Linked DNA regions of Anser cygnoides: region 2 is linked to region 1. A link is a contact called in public Hi-C data. All regions are on one chromosome and are shown on one strand. The core of a region is the stretch at or near the end of the contact, and the rest is flanking DNA. Distances in the headings are between cores, read along the strand shown.

Region 1 (3,114 bases), core at 301-2,800:
TGCGGCGCAGCCGCCCCGGCCCATTCGCATTCAGCGCAGCCTCCTGCTTCCCTGCCCAGCCAGGGGCTGCTCTGCATCCCTGCCACAGCTTTTTCTGAAGCACTGCTCCCTTTTCCAGACCCGCTTTCAGACACCTCTGTCCTATTTTCCACCAAACACTCCCCGGCTCCCCAGCCCCGAGGAAAAGCATCTGCTGGCCATCGCCAAAAAGACCGGATCCCCTTTCAAGCGCCCCAAAACCCTGGCACGGCTCCGTGCGCGCGCCTCACCCCCACCATAACCTGTTTTTGCTTTAGCTCCCGTCAACACAGCTGCAGCGGAGGTGCGTGGAAATGAAGCTGGAGAGCCGTGGAGACGCGTTGGGGCTGAGATAAAGCTGAGGTCTGGCAAGGCGAGCCGGAGCAGCTCGTCCTGCAGAGCAACCGAGGCCGGGCTGCCCGAGCTGGGGCCTGTCCCCCAAAGTCACCTGCGATGGCAGAAGCAGGATCGGTGCCTGGGTGCCTGGCACGGCTGTCCCCAGGGCCAGCGGTGCGGAGGGACAGGGCCAGCGCGCAGCCGAGGTGCTGTGGCACAAATCACAGGGACCTCTGCTGCCTGGCCATGCGGCGCGGTGCCATCCAAGTGACCGGAGGGGCTCCCGCTGGGTGGCTTGTTTGCTCACAGGGGGAAGCGCTGGTGCTGCAGGGGGGGTTCTTAGCGCATTTTTCTCTGTCCCGGCTCAGCAGGGAGCAGTGAGTAACCCATTAACCCGCTGCAACGCACTCGCTCCTGTGTCGGCAGGGACAAACCGAGCCCGGCACCGCGCTCCCTGCACCGAGTGGGTTTCATCCTGGCGGTGCCATCGCAGCCCAGCGCCATCAGCGGAAAGCTCCATCGCCGGCCCCAAACCACCCCGCTCCCCCCAAGCCCCGTCAGAGGACATCGAAGCCCCCCTGTGGGGACCCTCGGTGGGTTTGGTGCCGGCAGGGCCCGTGCCCCCCGCGGCTCCTCGGGGCGAGGGAGGGGGCAGCCCACAGCCCCCTGCACCTGCGGGCTGCAGCCCCGGGTACGGCGGCGCCTTGGTGGCTCCATCGCCACCGTCTCCTGCTCTCGAGGGACGCCGCGCGCTCTCCGGGGCCGTTTCCCCCAAAGACAAAGACCGCAGGGGCGGAGGGAGCGCTCTGCTGCCCGCCGCCTGTTTTTCCCGGAGAGGAACCAGCCGAAAAATCCCCCTCCCTCTCCCGGCTCTTCCACCTTGCCTTTCCCCGCGCAACAATTCCCGGATGGGGAAATCGTCCCATTTCCCCTCATTCCCGAGGGTTTTCTCCTCCAGCCCCGGCTCCCTCAGCCCCCATATGGGGAAGAACCACCCCGAGGGACCCCTGCCCACCCCACCTGCCCCTTCCCCGCCCCGAGGGACCCCTGCCCACCTACCTGCCCCTTCCCCACCGCGCTGGGCTCCGCCGTCCCGTCCAGCCCCGAGCACCCGAGCGGCTCCGACGCAGGCGAGGGAAGGGAGCCTGGGCTGGGCAAACTTCGCAAAGCGAAAGGAAAACATCCAAGCCGAGCGAGGGAAACTAATTTTTTTCTTTCTCTTTTTTTTTTTTTTTTTTTAATCTGCCTGCCCAGGAAACTGGATCTGTGTCAGCTGGGGTCCTAATTACAGGCTTTTTAGCCTAAACCTACAGAGGCAGCCAATGGCAGGGAATCAGAGCAGCGGGCGGGGAGGGGAAGAGCAAAGGCTTGGAGGGTGGGGGGGAGGTTAACCCTACAGGGCAGCGAGCTGCAGATGACATCTGTTTTCCTCCCCACCTCTCATTTTCCGAGCGTCCGCGCCCTCCCCTCCCTCCGCGGCTCGGTTCACCCCGGGTTGCCGTTCGGGTGGCTTTTATGCTGCGCGGCGATTTTATTTTCCTGCCTACATCAGAAAGAGCCGGAGCTTCATGAAAGAGGGGAAGCGGCGTGACAGCCCAATTTCGGGGCGGGGGAACCCTTTGGCTGGGCTCTCACAAAGGGCTTAGCCGGAGGCGAGCCGACACGTCCCAGTTTTCTTCTCAGGCCTGGGACACCTGACGTCTCCAAAAGCCATTTGCACGGCTTCGGCTGCACCCACGGCACCCGGGCAAGGAGCGGGGCGAGATTTATCAGCCTGTCTATGAGGCTGAGCCTCTTCGTTGTCCTTCTGCCTTTCCATGCACCCCGAGCTTTCCCTGCCTGCTCCTGGGACCCCGGGGGTGGGCGCAGGCACCGCAGCCCCTCTGTGGGGTCAGGACCAGGCACCGTGGCCCAGGAGCTGGGCTGCGTTTTGGGGCCGTGCTGGGAATCAGTAAATTGATGGAAAATTGATGGAAAATTGTCCGGAGATGTGGCCAGGCTCCGCGGCACGCCGGCGGTGCTGCGGGCTGGGCGCAGGGAGGTGGTGGTGTGGGGTTCTGGTGCTGTCCCACAGCGTTTTTGGGTTTTGTGTCTCTGTGAAGTCCCCCGGGGCTGGGAAAGCAGCAGGGAAAAAGGGGATGGGGCTGGGGGGGCGCCTCGCAGCCCCCTGGGCACCCGGCGAGGTCCCAGCTCCGTGCCGGGGAGGTCGATGTGCCGTTTGGGGCCACGCTGGTCACGGCTTTATCGCGCCTGTTGGTGGACTTTGCACGGGGGGGCCCCCGCGGCTGCCCCTGCCTGCGCCCTCCGCGCTAACGAGCAAAGTCCTCGTTAGCAGCGCAAGGGGACGCGGCCTCGGCTCCAGCTCCAGCCAGGCCCCGGCCCTGGGGGCGCCACGAGGTGCCCGTGGGTGCGGGCTGTGACGGGGGGGGGGCTGCCGGCCCCGAGCCGGGGGGGTTTGGTGGGAGAGCCACGGTGCGGGGTGCTGCGGGGACGTGAAACCGTGCTGCATTGTGCTGCCCTGCGCTCCCCTGCCCCACTGACCCCCCCGAACCCTCTCCTGCCCTAATGTCCCATATTAACCCCCCCGTAAGCCCCTATTGCTCCCCGTAAGCCCCTATTACTCCTGTGTAAGCCCCTGTTATGCCCCCATAAGACCCTGTTGCCCTCTATAAGTCCCTACTGCCCCCTATAAGCCCCTATTATGCTCCTATAAGCCCCTATTGCCCCCTATAATCTCCCGTATAACCCCATATTGCCCCA
Region 2 (3,114 bases), core at 377-2,876, 160 kb before region 1:
CGGTAAGAGACCTCGTAGGGGTCCACCCAGAGCGTGAGCTCGCTGGGCAGGAGCTGGTAGAGCTGCGGGAGGCTGAGTCCGATCTGGCTAGCTGCCTTGCTGATAATGGGGTCCATTTTGTGGTTGATGCGGATGCAGCGGTAGCCGGAGCCTTTGAAGGGTTTCTCGGGAAACCAGTGGTGTTTGTAGTGCTCTGCAAGGGAAGCGAGAGGGGGAGAGCGGTGAGCGGGCGTGCAGCCGCCGCGAGGTCCGTGTCCCGCTGCAGTCCCAATGGGGGTCCCACAAAGGCAGAGGGAAGCGAGTCCTCCTTCGGCTGCCTCCATCAGGGACGCCAGGGCAGAGTTTGGCTGGTTGGCTGCTGCTTGCTCCCAGGCACGGGGATGTTGCTCTTCAGGTCCTAAAACCCCCAGCAGGACAGTGCCACGGGGGCTGCAGACAGGACCCCAAAACCTCACCCCAGCCACTTGGGGTGGGGGGGGGAGATATACAATATCAGCGGCACCACCCCACCACGGTCAGGGAGCAGCCTCCAGGTCTGTCTGCGACTCCAGGGGCAGGTCGCTGCCCCTTATCTCACCGAACAAACCATCCCGTCTCGGGGCTGATAACACAAAGGCTGTGTTAGGCTGGGAGGGGACGCCCGCACCACCCAGCTAGTGCTGGGCACCGGATGGGGGCGTGGGGGGCACCGAAACCCCACCGACACAGGGCTGGGGCACCGCTCATAGGGATAAGGCACAGAAACCAGCCTGGGGCCACCCCAGTCAAGGCTATGGGGTGCAACCTGGGGAAGAGACACAAACCCTCAGCTGGGGTCCAGCTCCTCACTTCTGGGGAAGCAGCAGCTGCTCACCCAGGACCCCACAGTGACACGGGTGGGGGACGTGGGTGGGTGCCAGCCCCAGGGGGTCACGGGTGGGCACCCAGGCAAGGCACAAACAACACCCAGCACCCAAGGGGGCACAGGTGGGTGCTGGGAAAGGTACATGGATGGGTGCCAGCCCCCAAAGGGACAGGGACGGGCACCATGCAGGGCACAAACAGGCACCCAGCACCACGGGGCACACGGCTGGGAGCCAAAGGAACACGGGTGGGTGCCGGCCCCTACACGTCCCCGGAGAGAGGACACCGGGTCGGGGCAGCAACACGACGGCCGCGGGGCAAGACCCCCGAGGGGGCTCCGGGTCCTGCCGAAGAGAAGAGCCCCGGAGGGGGGCTCGGATCGCCCCGGGGGGGGCTCGGATCGCCCCGGGGGGGGCTCTCACCTGCCAGCGCCTCCCGCAGCGCCCCGCCGAAGACCTGCAGCTGCTGCTCGCTGACGCAGCCCCGCGTCCGCAGGAGGCCGGAGACGAACCCGACGGCGGCGGCGATCTCGGGCAGCATCTCGGGCCGCATCTCGGGCCGAGGGGGGCAGCGCCGGGGGCTCATGGCTGTCCGGTGGGGGGGCAGTCCGGTGTCCCGGTTCGGCTCAGATCAGCCCGGCTTGGGGGTCCCGGCTCGGTTCCGCTCTGCTCAGCCCGGCCCCGGTTCGGAGGGTCCCGGCTCGGCTCGGCTCGGCCCGGGGGTCCCGGCTGCTCCCGGCCCGTCCCGGCCCCGCTCGTCCCGGTTCGGTTCCCGGGGGCCGCGGGCTCGGCGCCGCGCTTATAGCGAGCGGCGCGGGGAGGCGTCACCGGCGCGGCGGCTGCCATTGGCCGGGGCGGGCGGCGGTATGCAAATAGCGCCTGAGCTCAGCGCCCTGGAAGGAGTGACGTCAGCACGGGGGGGGGGGGGGGGGGGGGCAGTCAGCGGGGGGGGGGGGGGGGGGGGGGGGAAGGGACCGGGATCGGGACCGGGATCGGGATCTGGATCTGGATCTGGATCAAGACCAGGATCTGGATCTGGATCTGGATCGAGACCAGGACCGGGATCGGGACCGGGATCGGGATCAGGACCGGGATCTGGATCTGGATCTGGATCAAGACCAGGACCGGGATCTGGACCATCGAGACCAGGACCGGGATCGGGATCAGGATCAGGACCGGGATCGGGCCCCGCCGCCCCCCCCCCGCCCCAAGCAGAGCCCCCCTCCCCTCCCAGCCCCGGGGCACCAGGAGGGTTTTTTTGGGGGGTCCCTTGGGAGAAAGGGGTCGGGCAGGGCCCCCCCCGGGCTGTCCCTAGCGGTGGAGGGCACCCCGGGTCCTGGTGTCCTTCGTGGTGCTGGGGGAGGTGGTGCCAAGCTCCCCTTGGGTGCCAGGCGCCCTTGGGTGCTGTGCACCCCATGGAGCGGGGGTGCTGGGTGCTGTGCGGGACCCCGGCCCCACAGCCTGGGGGAGTGGGACCACCGGTGCCAGGCTTCCTCCCCTGCCCACCATCAGGTGCCTTCGTGGACATGGACACAGACCCCCAGGCACAGGTCACCCCCACAAAGGGATCCCCGGAGCCCAGTGGCACCACGGGACGGGGCTGGCATGAGGGGTCCTGGTGGTCCCCAGGACCCTGGCTCAGCACCGGGGCTCTCTTGGTGCCACTTCTGGGCTGGGTCACCACGGCTCTGCCAGCTGTGACAGTCCCCACCTCTGTCCCCTCTGCCCCCTTGCCCTCAGTCAGGTCGGGGGTGCCACCCGCCACGGGGCACTGCACCTCCCCAGGGGCGCGCAGGCAGGTTTCCATCGCCCAAAGTCCCCCGAGACGCATCGTGGGTCCTTGTGCCCTCATCACCAGCTCTGGGCAAGGCCAAAGCCTTTCCGGAGATCCCCAAAACAGGCAGGGAGAACTCAGCATCACCCCGGGGGGCGAGGGGGACACTACAACACCCGCCTTTGTCCTCCTGCCCAGGGAGCATTCGAGGCGAGGAGCGAGGGCCCCAGGAGAGCAGGAGGAGGTGGCTGCAGCGCCAGGACGTGTCCCGTCACGGAGCGGGGCGAGCAAGCCGAGGCAGGCAGGGAGCTGAAGCAGGCGTCCTCGGGTGCCTGCATCCAGCCCAGCAGGAAGGGAGAGGAGAACCGGTGCGAGCAGAGCATGGCCCTGCCGCTCAGCAAGACGCGAGCAGCACCCGAAAGCCACTACGAAACGGGGAGCTACAGCGGCTGGCCCCGCTGCCGGCCCCGCTGCCCAGGATGAAGGCGGCCCAGCCTC

What was found. A called contact is a pair of places that touch in the nucleus more often than the background predicts.
Region 2: a contact with region 1 is called in a Hi-C map of liver, with 5 times the contacts expected there. The contact joins the promoter of BTG2 here to the promoter of PRICKLE4 in region 1. A contact is called at or near these places in 3 of 7 Hi-C or Micro-C datasets (blood and liver).

What each region holds. Positions count from the first base shown.
Region 1 is chr25:3,529,347-3,532,460 of Taihu_goose_T2T_genome, reverse strand. It overlaps PRICKLE4 (prickle planar cell polarity protein 4), which reads right to left and starts at 1,550. Exons shown (of 8, transcript XM_048071186.2): 1 at 1,414-1,550.
Region 2 is chr25:3,688,228-3,691,341 of Taihu_goose_T2T_genome, reverse strand. BTG2 (BTG anti-proliferation factor 2) reads right to left here and starts at 1,626. Exons shown (of 2, transcript XM_048071182.2): 1 at 1,266-1,626; 2 at 1-193. The coding sequence starts at 1,428. LOC125183606 (a long non-coding RNA gene) reads left to right here and starts at 1,992. Exons shown (of 2, transcript XR_007165894.2): 1 at 1,992-3,114.